2 separate regions of the Mus musculus genome follow, and region 1 is linked to region 2. A link is a contact called in public promoter capture Hi-C data. All regions are on one chromosome and are shown on one strand. The core of a region is the stretch at or near the end of the contact, and the rest is flanking DNA. Distances in the headings are between cores, read along the strand shown.

Evidence for each region. Capture Hi-C pulls out chosen DNA fragments and counts their contacts.
Region 1: a contact with region 2 is called in a promoter capture Hi-C map of adipose tissue. The contact joins the promoter of 9330182O14Rik here to the promoter of Dcstamp in region 2. A contact is called at or near these places in 2 of 39 promoter capture datasets (both in liver), 7 of 484 Hi-C or Micro-C datasets (the G1E-ER4 cell line, the N1E-115 cell line, cerebellum and 3 more), 1 of 115 datasets of contacts at active chromatin or transcription factors (microglia) and 1 of 9 other capture datasets (adipose tissue).

What each region holds. Positions count from the first base shown.
Region 1 is chr15:40,132,845-40,138,517 of GRCm38.p6, forward strand. 9330182O14Rik (RIKEN cDNA 9330182O14 gene) reads left to right here and starts at 1,521. Exons shown (of 4, transcript NM_001256056.1): 1 at 1,521-1,725.
Region 2 is chr15:39,741,398-39,747,607 of GRCm38.p6, forward strand. It overlaps Dcstamp (dendrocyte expressed seven transmembrane protein), which reads left to right and starts at 4,533. Exons shown (of 4, transcript NM_029422.4): 1 at 4,533-4,570.

The DNA of each region.
Region 1 (5,673 bases), core at 271-2,770, 390 kb after region 2:
CCTGACATCAGACAGTGACTAGCACATAGTAGGTACTCTATAAATATTTTCAAAAAAAAAAATCTGTGCTGGTTAGTTCTGACAGACAGACAGTCACCTTGACACACACCTAGAGTCACCTGAGAGGAGAAAACCTCAACTGAAGAACTATCTCTATCTATGGAGAATCTCTTGATAGTTGACTGATGTGGAAGGGCTCAGCCTACTGTGGGTAGGACTATTCTTTGAGCTTGTGGTTCTCTGCTGCATGAAAAAAGCTGATATATATATATATATGTATATATATATACATATATATATACACACACACATATGTATATATGGATATATATGTATGTATATATGTGTATGTGTATACATATGTAAATGTAAAAGCATGCAGACTAGATAGGCCATATGTGTGTGTATGTGTATATGTGTATATGCATATAAAATATATATATAGCACACACATATGCTTATATGTAGGTAACAACAATTAATGGAAAAAGAGAAGCCATGAGTTTGAAAGAGAGCTAGGAAAGGTATATGGGAAGTGTTGGAGGGAAGAAAGGGAGAAATAATATAATTATAACCTCAAAAAATGGCAGAGAAAAAAGTTTTATCCTTAAAAAAACATGTGTAGGAGCAAACCAGAGAGCAAGCCAAGACACAGCCTTACACTGTGGCTTCTACTTCAGTTCCTGCTTGACTGCACTGATTTCCCTTAATGGTGCGCCGAGACCCAGAAGTGCAAGCTGAATAAATCCCTTTTCTCACCTAATTGCTTTGTGTCATTATGTCTATCCCAGCAACAGAAACCCAGGTAGAACAATTGTTGAACAGAAACATCTCCAGAAGATTGCTTTCAGTTCTGGCCCTGCGGCTTGTGATTTCAGACTAAATAACCCGTTTTCCTAAGTACTTTAAAATGCAACTTGTTAAACCCTCTGCAGTCTTTGCGTGGCTCTGTTTGATGAAGCCTCTAGTGCATGAAGGGCTCACGCGTAGTCATTGCTGAGGGGTCTCACGAGGGCTAGGCACATGCATCTCGTGTCCTAAAACAGTCGAGAGAGAATGAGACAGACGTGAAAATACACACACAAAAGGACTGGTCAAAATTCACAATTACTGGCAAGACATTAACAGTAAGGTATGAGATGTGGAGCCTTTAGCTAGAGCTTGATAGCAATCCTGGGTGCCAGGGTGGGGCAGAACAGAGAGTCTTTGAAATAGTATACCCACCAGGCAGGAAGAGAGTGAGGCACAAAGCTGCTTCAGCTTCCCAGGGAAACCCAGGTGGCTGTAGGTAAGAGTTCAAAACAACTGCCACTGATCTGGAGCTGAATTACCGTATATAGTGAGCAGCGATTCATAGGTCAGCATCCTGGGCTTCATCTCGAGCATTAACACATTCACCTTCCGTGCCATACAGTACTTTATTGCTTCCTGGGGTTAAATGAAAAAAAAAAAAAAAACTATCTCCCAGAGTCTCAGGTATTTGGACAGTTGGTGGCGCTGTCGGTGGCTCTTCATGTGGTGAAGCCTTGCCTTGCTGGAGGAAGTAAGTCATGGGGAGATAAATGGCTTTGGGAGTAAAAGACCTTCTTCGGTTTTCAGTCAGGACTTTGTGCTCCCAGCTCTGCACCTGAGCTCTCAGCTTCCTGAGAACACAGCACTGCCAACCTGTCATTTGCTGCTGTGTTCTCTGCCACAATGGACTCTTACCCTTGAGGAAACTGAACTGTGAGTGTAAACAGACTCTTTTTGTAGGTCAAGGAGGAAGCCCTGAGTGTATGTGTATTATGACATGGGCACGACTGTGTCTAGAACGGCCAAGGCCTTAGACCCACAAAACAATTGGCAAAACCGCCATGTGGTTGGGGCTTAAGAGAAATGCAAAGCTTTGCTTGGGAGTCTGAGTCTTTCTGGAGGCTTGATTAACTTGTGCAAAGACTAGCACCTCTGACTTCCTTCTCGAAAGTGTTTACAGCCTAGGACTGGTCTCCCTACAGAGACTAGCTACAGAACACCCAGCCCCACTGTACTTGTTATGTTAGAATGGCAGTTTGTCCAGACAGATCACACTAGGCCAGCACAGTTCCACAGGACTCTAGAGGTTTATTGTGTGTGTGTGTGCGGGGGTGGGGGGTGGAGGATGGTGGCAAAGGGGGACAACGATGATGAAGAAGGAAAGAGAGTGAAGGTTAGGAGGGGCCTGCCTTTTATTTGGGCTGTGATGTAACCACGCACAGGTAAATGTGGGCAGGTGGGCCAGGTGGATGCTGGGCATGTATGGTGATTGCCATGGCAACAGATGTACTGGTCCCTGTCGCCTATGTTGCTGGATTCAGAGGTGACCTTCTACTGTAAATCCAGTTTCTGATGCCAAAATACCTCCCTTCGCTTATCATAAAGAGAAGAAAAAAAGAGAGGAGGGAGAAGCCTATGGTAAAAGGGGAATAGGGGCAACAGATCTCTTAAATTCCTTCCCGCTGTCTAGGGGTGTCGACAATTTTGGGTTATAGTTGACTTTCATCATTGGGGTCCACTTGGTAGATGTTAGCATCAGGCTCCTCTGTGGACAGGAGCTGGTAATCCTGTAACAGGAACTGATTAATACTTTGGTTAGACATTTTTTGTTTTTGTCATTGAAGGAATGTAGAAACAAGATTAATGAGGCAGGGAGCAAATAATAACACCAGGAGGTTGACTAGGAAAGGCGTTATGAAAGGGACTATCTACTTCCATATAGGGTTTTCAAAAATCCCAGAACTAGAGGTCTCACGTATGTCTGATTGCAGCTCCTGAATTTTATTTCTCACTATCCCAGTTGGTTAACGTAGAAACAGCATTCTTCTTGAAGAAATAGGCAAAGACCACCTTCTTTGGCTGTCAAAACATCTAGCCCCACTGCTGCAAAAGTGTTGATCTGTTTCTGCCTGGTAATCATGGTTTCAGACAGTTTTTGAAAACTTGTGCTAAGCTTGGAAGTAAACTTATCATATTGGGTCATAGAAGTCGTTATCCCTGCAACTCCAGTTCCAGCACCTATGGCTATTCCCGTAGCAACCAAGAGTGGCACGACCTGAACTGCCGTCTTATGTTGGGCAGCTATCATATCCACAACTGGAATTGGCAGGGGCTCAGTTCCCTGGATTACTCCCAGTTCAGGGAAAAGGAGTACCAACGTGCAGAGTCCTGACCAGCTGGTGGGTAGGCAGTGATATACCTGAGTGCCACAGAGAATTGACTGTGTTTTAGACAGCAGGGCATTGTGGCAGAGATGATATATTGAGGGTTAGGGTTCTATTGCAGTCTAGGAAACTTAGTGTTCCTACAGAATGAGTCCTGGAAGTCTTAAAACAGTTTGCCATGTCAAAAAAGAGAGATAGAGGTAAGGTATGGAGTCATGGCAACACTGGAGTCAGGGCAGCTGACAAAGGATGAGGTGAGGTTACTTGGCAGTATCACTGGAGATGCTGTAAGTGACAATGGTGAATTAGTTCCAGGGGGTACGTATAGCCAGCAATCTTTAAAGTGTCCAGGCCGGGTGACATTAAGGAGTTGGTAGGTGGAGGTCAAGGTCTGAAGCAAAAGGCAAAGTGACAAATTAGTGGCATTTATGAGGGGGGATGTCAAGGAGGGAAGGACCTCGGAGGAGTGTTTGATTACTTCATATACTTTTCCAATATCTAGAGGTTCGGCAATTGAGACATATTTCCTCTGCCTGCAGATAGTACTTACTGGGGACACAGCTTGGTTTTTATGGTAGAGCTTACCAACAACTCCTGTCTCCCACCTGGGATTCCATGGGTCTTATATGTAGAAAAAAAGTGTCTTGTGGTATTGATAGAAGAAATGATTGGTCTGTGATCCTTGCATATGTATCCGACAAGACCAACGTGGGCAACCCCCATATTCGTCTGGCCATTTTCTGCAATAATTTTTTGTCTGGTCAAAGAGAAAGCAAGTATAGAGATCATAATAATTAGATGAGATAAGCGATACAGGGATGACAGCAATTTAGATTGGTTCCTGGCATATGGAGCAGTTTCTTAACCCTATTTGGAAAGACTGTTTGTTATCTGTGGGGGTTTCTAAATGTCAAATTTCCAGATGTAAGGGCTGCCCTGGTGGAAACGAACAGCAGGGGAAGGATGAGAAACCCTTGTCTAATCCTGTGGGGTCGAGTGCAGCTGCTGGAATGGAGTCTCATTTTCTGGGATTGGGGACAAGGTGGGTGGTCTCAGTGTCTTCTGGAGCATAACAGAGCACAGTCCTGTTATGGTTGGCATGTAGGAAAAATTTTTAGATGGAGGGATGAAAGGTTTGAAGTGAGACAGGTAGAACCAATAAGAGAGTTCCTTTAGTTTAGTAGCTGTAGGGGTTACAAGATCTAGGACTGAGAAATGGGGAGTCCCTGAGGGGATAGCGGGAAGAAGTGTGTAAGGGTTAGCCACAACAGGATGGAGAGGTACTACTGCAGATTTAATGTGCCTGGGGTCTTGAACCAAGCAATAGGTTCCATTAGGTTTCTTAACTGCTAGTATAGAGGTATTAAAGGGAGAAGAGATAGGATGAAGAAGTGTTTTCCTTAAGAGGTCAGAAATGATAGGTTTATGTCCCCTGAGGCTCTGGAGAGAGAGAGAAGAGAGAGAAAGAGGGAGTGAGAAGAGAGAGAGAGGAGAGAGAGAGAGAGAGAGAGAGAGAGAGAGAGAGAGAGAGAGAGAGAGAGAGAATGGTGAATTAGTTCCAGGGGGTACGTATAGCCAGCAATCTTTAAAGTGTCCAGGCCGGGTGACATTCAGGAGTTGGTAGGTGGAGGTCAAGGTCTGAAGCAAAAGGCAAAGTGACAAGTTAGTGCCATTTATGAGGGGGGATGTCAAGGAGGGAAGGACCTCGGAGGAGTGAGAGAGAGAGAGAGAGAGAGAGAGAGAGAGAGAGAGAGAGAAAGTATTGAGCTTGGGTGATGTACCTGGTAGAGTCCAGTAATTGGATGACAGCAGGAGAATGATGCTTAGCAACGGAAGGGTTCTGGACATCCAAGACTTGGGGATCTACCTGAGAAGCTGGTAAAGGAAACAACATGTTAGTAGGTTGACTGGCTAAAAGAGGGAGCAGAGGGGCTGGTGGCCAGGAAACAGAGGCTCCCAACTTAGCTAGAAGATCCCTTCCCAATAAGGGTGCAGGACATGTCAGCACTACCAAAAAGGGATGGGTGAGAGGTACACCCCTAAAATGCAACTAAGTGGTGGGGTCTGGTGAGGAAGGTAAGGTTGTCCTTCTACTCCGACAATAGAAAATGAGAAGGGAAAGTGGGTCCCCAAAACTCTGTCAGGACCAAGTAAAATGGCCCCAGTGTCCAAGAAGAAGGAGATGGGCCACCCACATGCCTGGGGCTCCCTGCTAGTGATGGCAGTGGTCAGGTCATGGGAGCTCAGGCCTCTTCAGTCATCCATAGACAAGCCTGGAGGGTTACCTGGGAGTAATGTCCCTCTGTTCTGCATAGCATGAGGGCAATTGACAGCCCAATGTCCCTCCTGATGGCACCTAGGACATGGCCCCTTTGGCTTTTGGAAGTTAGGGTAGGCTTTTGCCCAATGACCTTGTTGACTACACTTGTAGCAGGATTCTTGTGGTCTCTGAGTTTTAGAAGACCAGGAGTCTGGGGCAGTGGCTGGGGCTGGTCAC
Region 2 (6,210 bases), core at 3,283-5,782:
TGCAGAATGTCGGGACCACTCTGTATGGAGCCACAGTGGCACACATACACACACACACACACACACACATACACACACCACAGTCATCTGCACACCCCTTGTCTGACAATGATGACACAACAGTGCTGACTTTTAAACATAGCACATAAACCTTCTTGTATAGGAGGCAGATTATGTATGTGCATGGACAGGGATGTAGAAGTGGAAATGACTCTAAATGGATGTGCATATAAAGATGGCTTGATAAAGGAAGAGTTGCTTTTGTTTGTTTGCTTTTTATGGTACTGGAGATTGAGTACAGAGCCTTGAACATGCTGGCAGATGCTCAATCACTGATCTATAATCCCAGCTCCTTTCCTGTTTTGTTCATATTTCTTTTCTCCTTCTTCTTCTTCTTCTTCTTCTTCTTCTTCTTCTTCTTCTTCTTCTTCTTCTTCTTCTTCTTCTTCTTCTTCGTCTTCGTCTTCGTCTTCTTCTTCTTCTTCTTCTTCTTCTTCTTCTTCTTCTTCTTCTTCTTCTTCTTCTTCTTCTTCTTCTCCTTCTTCTCCTTTCTCTTCCTCCTCCTCCTTCTCCTCCTCCATCTCCTCTTCCTTCTCCTCTTTTCCCTTTTCCTCCTCCTTCTCCTTGTTCTCAATCACCACAACCACCACCACCATCATCAATCATTGCTGCTGACACAGGGCCTCACTAATATAACCAGCCAGGCTGAGCAGGTGACCCTCCTGCCTCAGCCTCCCAAACAGCTGGGATTTCAGGCCTCTTCTACTAAGGCCAGCTTTAGAAACTATGAATAAAAATTGGGATATTTGCTCCCTCTTACATCAACATTCTGGGAGCAGAGAGGATGGTACCAAGGACATAGAATTTCCCATCATTTAGCTTTGTTGTTACAGGAGTGGTACTATTGCTCATGCATCACAGGTAAGTATATTCATGCCCAGTAGGGCACATCTCTTCCAGGGTATATCATTTTAAGAAAGGGAGGAACTCTTCTACAGGCTCCTCTTCAAGTTCCCTGTGGGTCTTGTTGGCCACAGTGAATCACATGTCCAGGGGCTGCAAGGCTGGCTGGGGCAAGAGCAGGAGCAAGTGCAGAGCCAGGACAACTGGACACTCAGAGCTCTAGTTCTTCCTTCAGCACAGGAAATGTTGTGTTGTCTATTGTTGGGTCTGCAGGAAAGACTGCCATAATTTAAAGTTAAAAGTTGTGATAGTTCTTATGTACACGAGACCACACACCTTCCACAGACACCCTGTAGCTGTCCTGGTTCTCAGAGGAATCCCTGGGCTGAGATGAACCTGGAACCATTTATGTTTCTGTCTCAATACATCTAAAATGGCACAACTTTCTTGATGGTGGGAGAAAAGAAAGAAGGATGCTCCTGACTCTTGGATCCTACAGTAATTCTCTCCTTGCTGGCAGAACCCCAGTGAGCTCCTTGAAGCCCAGATCCTGGACTCTACCCAGTTGTCCTCCTTGTCTTGCTGTCAGAAGCAGTGAAGCTGAGGGCTGAGGATGGGTACTACTGTGTGCTCTCACAAGTCACTAAGGAGTATTGGAGCCGACCTGGCTAAGAGTCACAGCTGGGCATAGTTTTCTCATTTTTCTAGAGTCACAAGAAGCACTACAATGACATCTTTCAGATGAATTTGAGATGTCCACACCCTCTCCTCTACTCCAGGTAAAACCCACTTGTAGGGGTCTTTAAGGTGGAAGCCCACCTGGCCACTTGGTCCCACTCCAAATCTTGGGAAGTTTGAAGGACTCTTGAAACTCCCCTGGGGGCATTGGAGAATCATCATTACAATTTTTCCTTACCTGTTCCCGACTGCCCTGAAGGAACCCTCAACCTGTACCTCTTCCCTGAGCATAACAGGATTCTAGCACCTTTTTGCTGAGAGGCCTGAAAACACCCACCACTTTCCTCCTCTCTTCTTCCAATAATGCCAAGCCCCTCCCAGCGCTCACTGTCAGCCGGACTGCTTCCTGTACCTCCCCCTAGCCCCACCCAGCCTCCCATGGCCTCCGTAATCCTTCTCACCCCCACCCCCACCCCCACCCCCAGCACTGCTTGCTCCCCTCTGGTAGACTCCGCCCTTCCTGGCTCTTGGATTCGCCCCTCTACTTTTGAAATGGCTCTTCCCAAAGTATTAAAGACCTAGTCTCAAAGATCAGGTCCATTCCTTGGGTCTCCTCTTTCTTCCCACTCAAGGCCCCTCCCTCAGATCTTCACTGCATGACCCTTCCTCACTTGGCCCCCATCACTGCTTTTGGATCAGTTGTCCCAGAAAGGAAGGACCACTCAGGCTGCGGCCCTGTACCTCTCCCCATCATCTGATGTTTCTTTCTGTCTCCCCCTGCTGGCTCTGTCCCCTTGATTGTTCATGGGTGCTCCTAGCTGGAGAACCACTTATGGTAAAGGAAGACCTTTGTTCTCTCAGCCCCTGTCCCAATATTTCCTACGGGGTGTTCTGCAGAAAGTCTATTCACCCCGTAGTTTCAAGTTCAATGTGACCCTGCTGTTGGGAAGGCCAAATTGTGCTGTCTGGCTAATTCTCAGTTCCCTGTCTTTACCCATTACATCTCGAATTATCATCAGAGTAAATGGGTGTCTTATCCTGACACCTCGTCAGAACCCTGAGCCACTGTCTCAATACATAAATGGCTCCTACAGAAAAGACCCGGATCAGGATCACCTCTGTTCCTTGTCTCGTTCTTATCCAGCTAACAAACAAACTAATCTATGTTTTATTTTTCTTTTCCATTTATGCCAATCTGGTTGTGCTTGTTAATTTTGAATGTAAATTTGGCTAGGTCATCACACGTAGCTGTTTGGCCAAACATTCTATATACTATCATGAAGACATTTTAAAAAAAATGAGATTAGGATTTGAATCAATAAACTTTGCATAAAGTACCCTATCAAAGAGGCAGACCGAATTTACTCAGTTGAGGAATAGAAGACCGTGCCTCTAAGGAAGAAATAATTCTGCATAGAAATCACTTGTGACCTTGGGCTCCAAAGTCAACTCTTTCCTGGACCCATAATCTATCATTTCTGTCTCATAGCTTCAACTTGCCCTCAACAGATTAAATTGCATTTAACTGAATCAAAATGAATAAAACTCCCAAAATTTCAATGAAGAAAAAAATTGTGGATGCAGATTTTGGAATTACAAATCTACAACTGAATGAACCAATTCATTAAACCTGCCCTGCCTTCAAAATATGTGTATGCATGTATATATAAATAGATACATATATGAGTGTATATATATATATGTGCGTGTGTGTGTGTGTGTGTGTGTGTAGACATATATATTTGTTTCTCTTATAAATTACAAGTCTTTTAAAATCAGAATTTGGAATTTTATTTGGTTTTTACATCTCTCAGTGTCTAAGCATTTTAAAGAATTTCAACAAATACCTGTTGATCTATCAGTTATTTCCAAATGAATACTTCCAAAATTTTAGGGAGACAGGAAAACTGTTGGCATTGTTGAAGAGTCCAGACAGCACATATGAAATAAATAAAAGAAACATTTTGAGAAGAGAGAATATCGATAATTTAATCAGGAGATTAATTGTAAATGTCACTTCTTAATGTGTAGGTGTGTCTTTGAAATTCTGACAAGCTTGCAAATGCATATGGGTAATAATTTTGAAAATATGACTTGATACCTTGACATTTCTATAGCTTTTCACTCAGTCATATGATCAAAATTGTTATTAGTAATAATATTTAAGGCAACATCCTTCTTAGAGACATTTGAATTTGCCTAGAAATTGTAAATTTTTTTGCTTTTAAATTTTTTTCTTATTAGATATTTTCTTCATTTACATTTCAAATGCTATCCCCAAAGTCCCCTATACCCTCTCCCAGACCTGCTCTCCAACCCACCCACTCCCGCTTCCTGGCCCTGGCGTTCCCCTGTACTAGAGCGTATGATCTTCGCGAGACCAAGGGCCTCTCCTCCCAATGATGGCCGACTAAGCCATTTAACATAAAAACTTTCACAGACTGATTGACTGGCTTTATACAAAGTTTTTGAGACTTGTCTACATCTTTTGAAGAACAATGGTCTTTTCAGCCAGAGAAGTAAACTTCTAAGCTGATAAGTACTATGTGTGCGTTGGAATCACCTAGTAGCTTCAGAGCTATGGGCTCATCCAGAAATCTGACTTTTCAGCTGTGGGTGGGGCCTGAGGGCAAGACCAATCTGCCCTCCCCATGGCTGGGGTGAGCAGGGAGGAAAAAGGGAAGGAAGAGAATGGGGGGGGGTCCTCATTTCTACAACTCATTGTTTTGAAAATATCCTATTATGTTATTTCCTAGGGTTAATGTCTAAGGAAAGTGCTGGAATGAAACCTGTGGCTCCTTTTTCCAGTTTTTACCCTTGATGACATTAAATAACTTCGTCACTTTGTGGAGGAAATGAGAAGATTGATTCAGGGTGATGTGGCCCACCTACCTTCTCATGTCCAGTTCCCCTTTCCCTGACCTATATTAAGCCTACGAGCTTCCAGAAGGGTGTGCTTTGTGCTTGTGGAGGAACCTAAGCGGAACTTGTAAGTAAACTTTCAAATATAATCTTGCTTCTAAAATTGCTTTTAAAAGAATCCAGGAATCCAGGAATCCAGGAATCCAGCCCCAGGACCAGAGAGTACTTTTAAACCTGTCTTCTACCTTAGTCATCTGCTTTTGTGGTGAAGGAATGGGAAGACAGCTTTTCAGGGCTGGTACCTGGCCTCTCAAGCTCAGGGAAGACTGCTGAGGGGTGTCCTGCTGAAGGCCCAGTAGCTCACGTCTACCTGTCTTGGGAAGAGTGGGTCTCTGGCCTGACGTCCTGGCTGTGGTTAGCATGGGAGCTGGTTTGTAGGGTTCACTGAGGCAAAGCGAGCCAGCTTGGCCAACCGAGAGCTTCCCTCCCGGCTTTGCAGCACACAGTGACTGGGTGAATTGTCCTGCACTTGCTACTTTGTTTACCCCGAGGCTTCCATTAATCTCCTTCTGGATGAAGTCCGCCTTCTTGGAGAATGCAGTTGCTGGCTTTCCCAAGGCAAAAATGACTAAACCAGAGTGATGAGGAATTCGTTCCACCTCAGAGGAGGCTGCAGCTCCCGCTCACACTATTTTGGCAGCCTGAGAGAACAGCGTGTTCCCAACCAAAAGATAAAAAGTTTCAAGAGCTTAACAGCAAGCAAGAAAGAGGGGGAATAAAAAAAGATAAGAAAAAGGCGAGCGGTCACCTTTCATTCCTCCTGTGTCCCACTCCCAGGGCCAGCCGAGCTTTGATTCTCTGCCTCAGAAGTGGCTGCCAAGTGCTCATTCCGGGCATTTGTGGCTAGCATTCATCTCTCACCTAGAGACCACTGGGTCAGCAGGGAGCAAGCTGAAGGCCCAGGAGGTGAAATGACCTATCAAAGGCCACACAGCCCATATAGGCAGGTACAAGCTAGAGGGCAGGCATCCTGTCTCCATGCCTGGAACCTTTTCAAAATTTCTCTCTGCCTTTTGCAGGAATTTATTTTCAAATGACTTTTCACATCATGTCAGGTCCCAAAGAAAGCTGGAGGCAGAATTGGTTGGAGGTGCCCTGGAGGAAATGACAGATTATCCCATTGGGGTAATTTCCCTCGGGTGACTGCAGATAAACTGTGCTGGCTGAGTTTAGGCCATTGGATTCTGTGCAGAAGCAGGGTCAGAATGAGCTGGCAGTGTTCTGCCAGCGAGAGAAACAGCAATAGTCCTGGAGGTCATAGCTCCTGACCTTTTTCTCTTGCACCCTCAGTAGAGCAGCAGGCCTACTGTGTGCCTCACTGGGGAGCATTCTAGAGCACTCTCAGGGCAGGCCATTTGCTTGCAAGTTGTTACTGTTTCATGGTCTATGTGTTATAGTATCTTACTGCACCTTGTATCTGAAGCAAGATAGGAAACATACATGGATGTTGAAGTTTGATTTGTGTTCAAAGGATAGTGCTCAGGAATAGGAGTAGTGCGCATGTTCGCGCGCGCGCGCGCGCGCACACACACACACACACACACACACACACCACACACACACACACACACACACACACACACACACACACACACACACACACAGAGTACCAGAGAAAACCCCAGCAGCTGTGTTTTCTAGCTACATAAGCAGAGTAGATGGAAAGGGCTGGTGTTCCCATTTCTATGGCAACAACTCAGCTCTGCA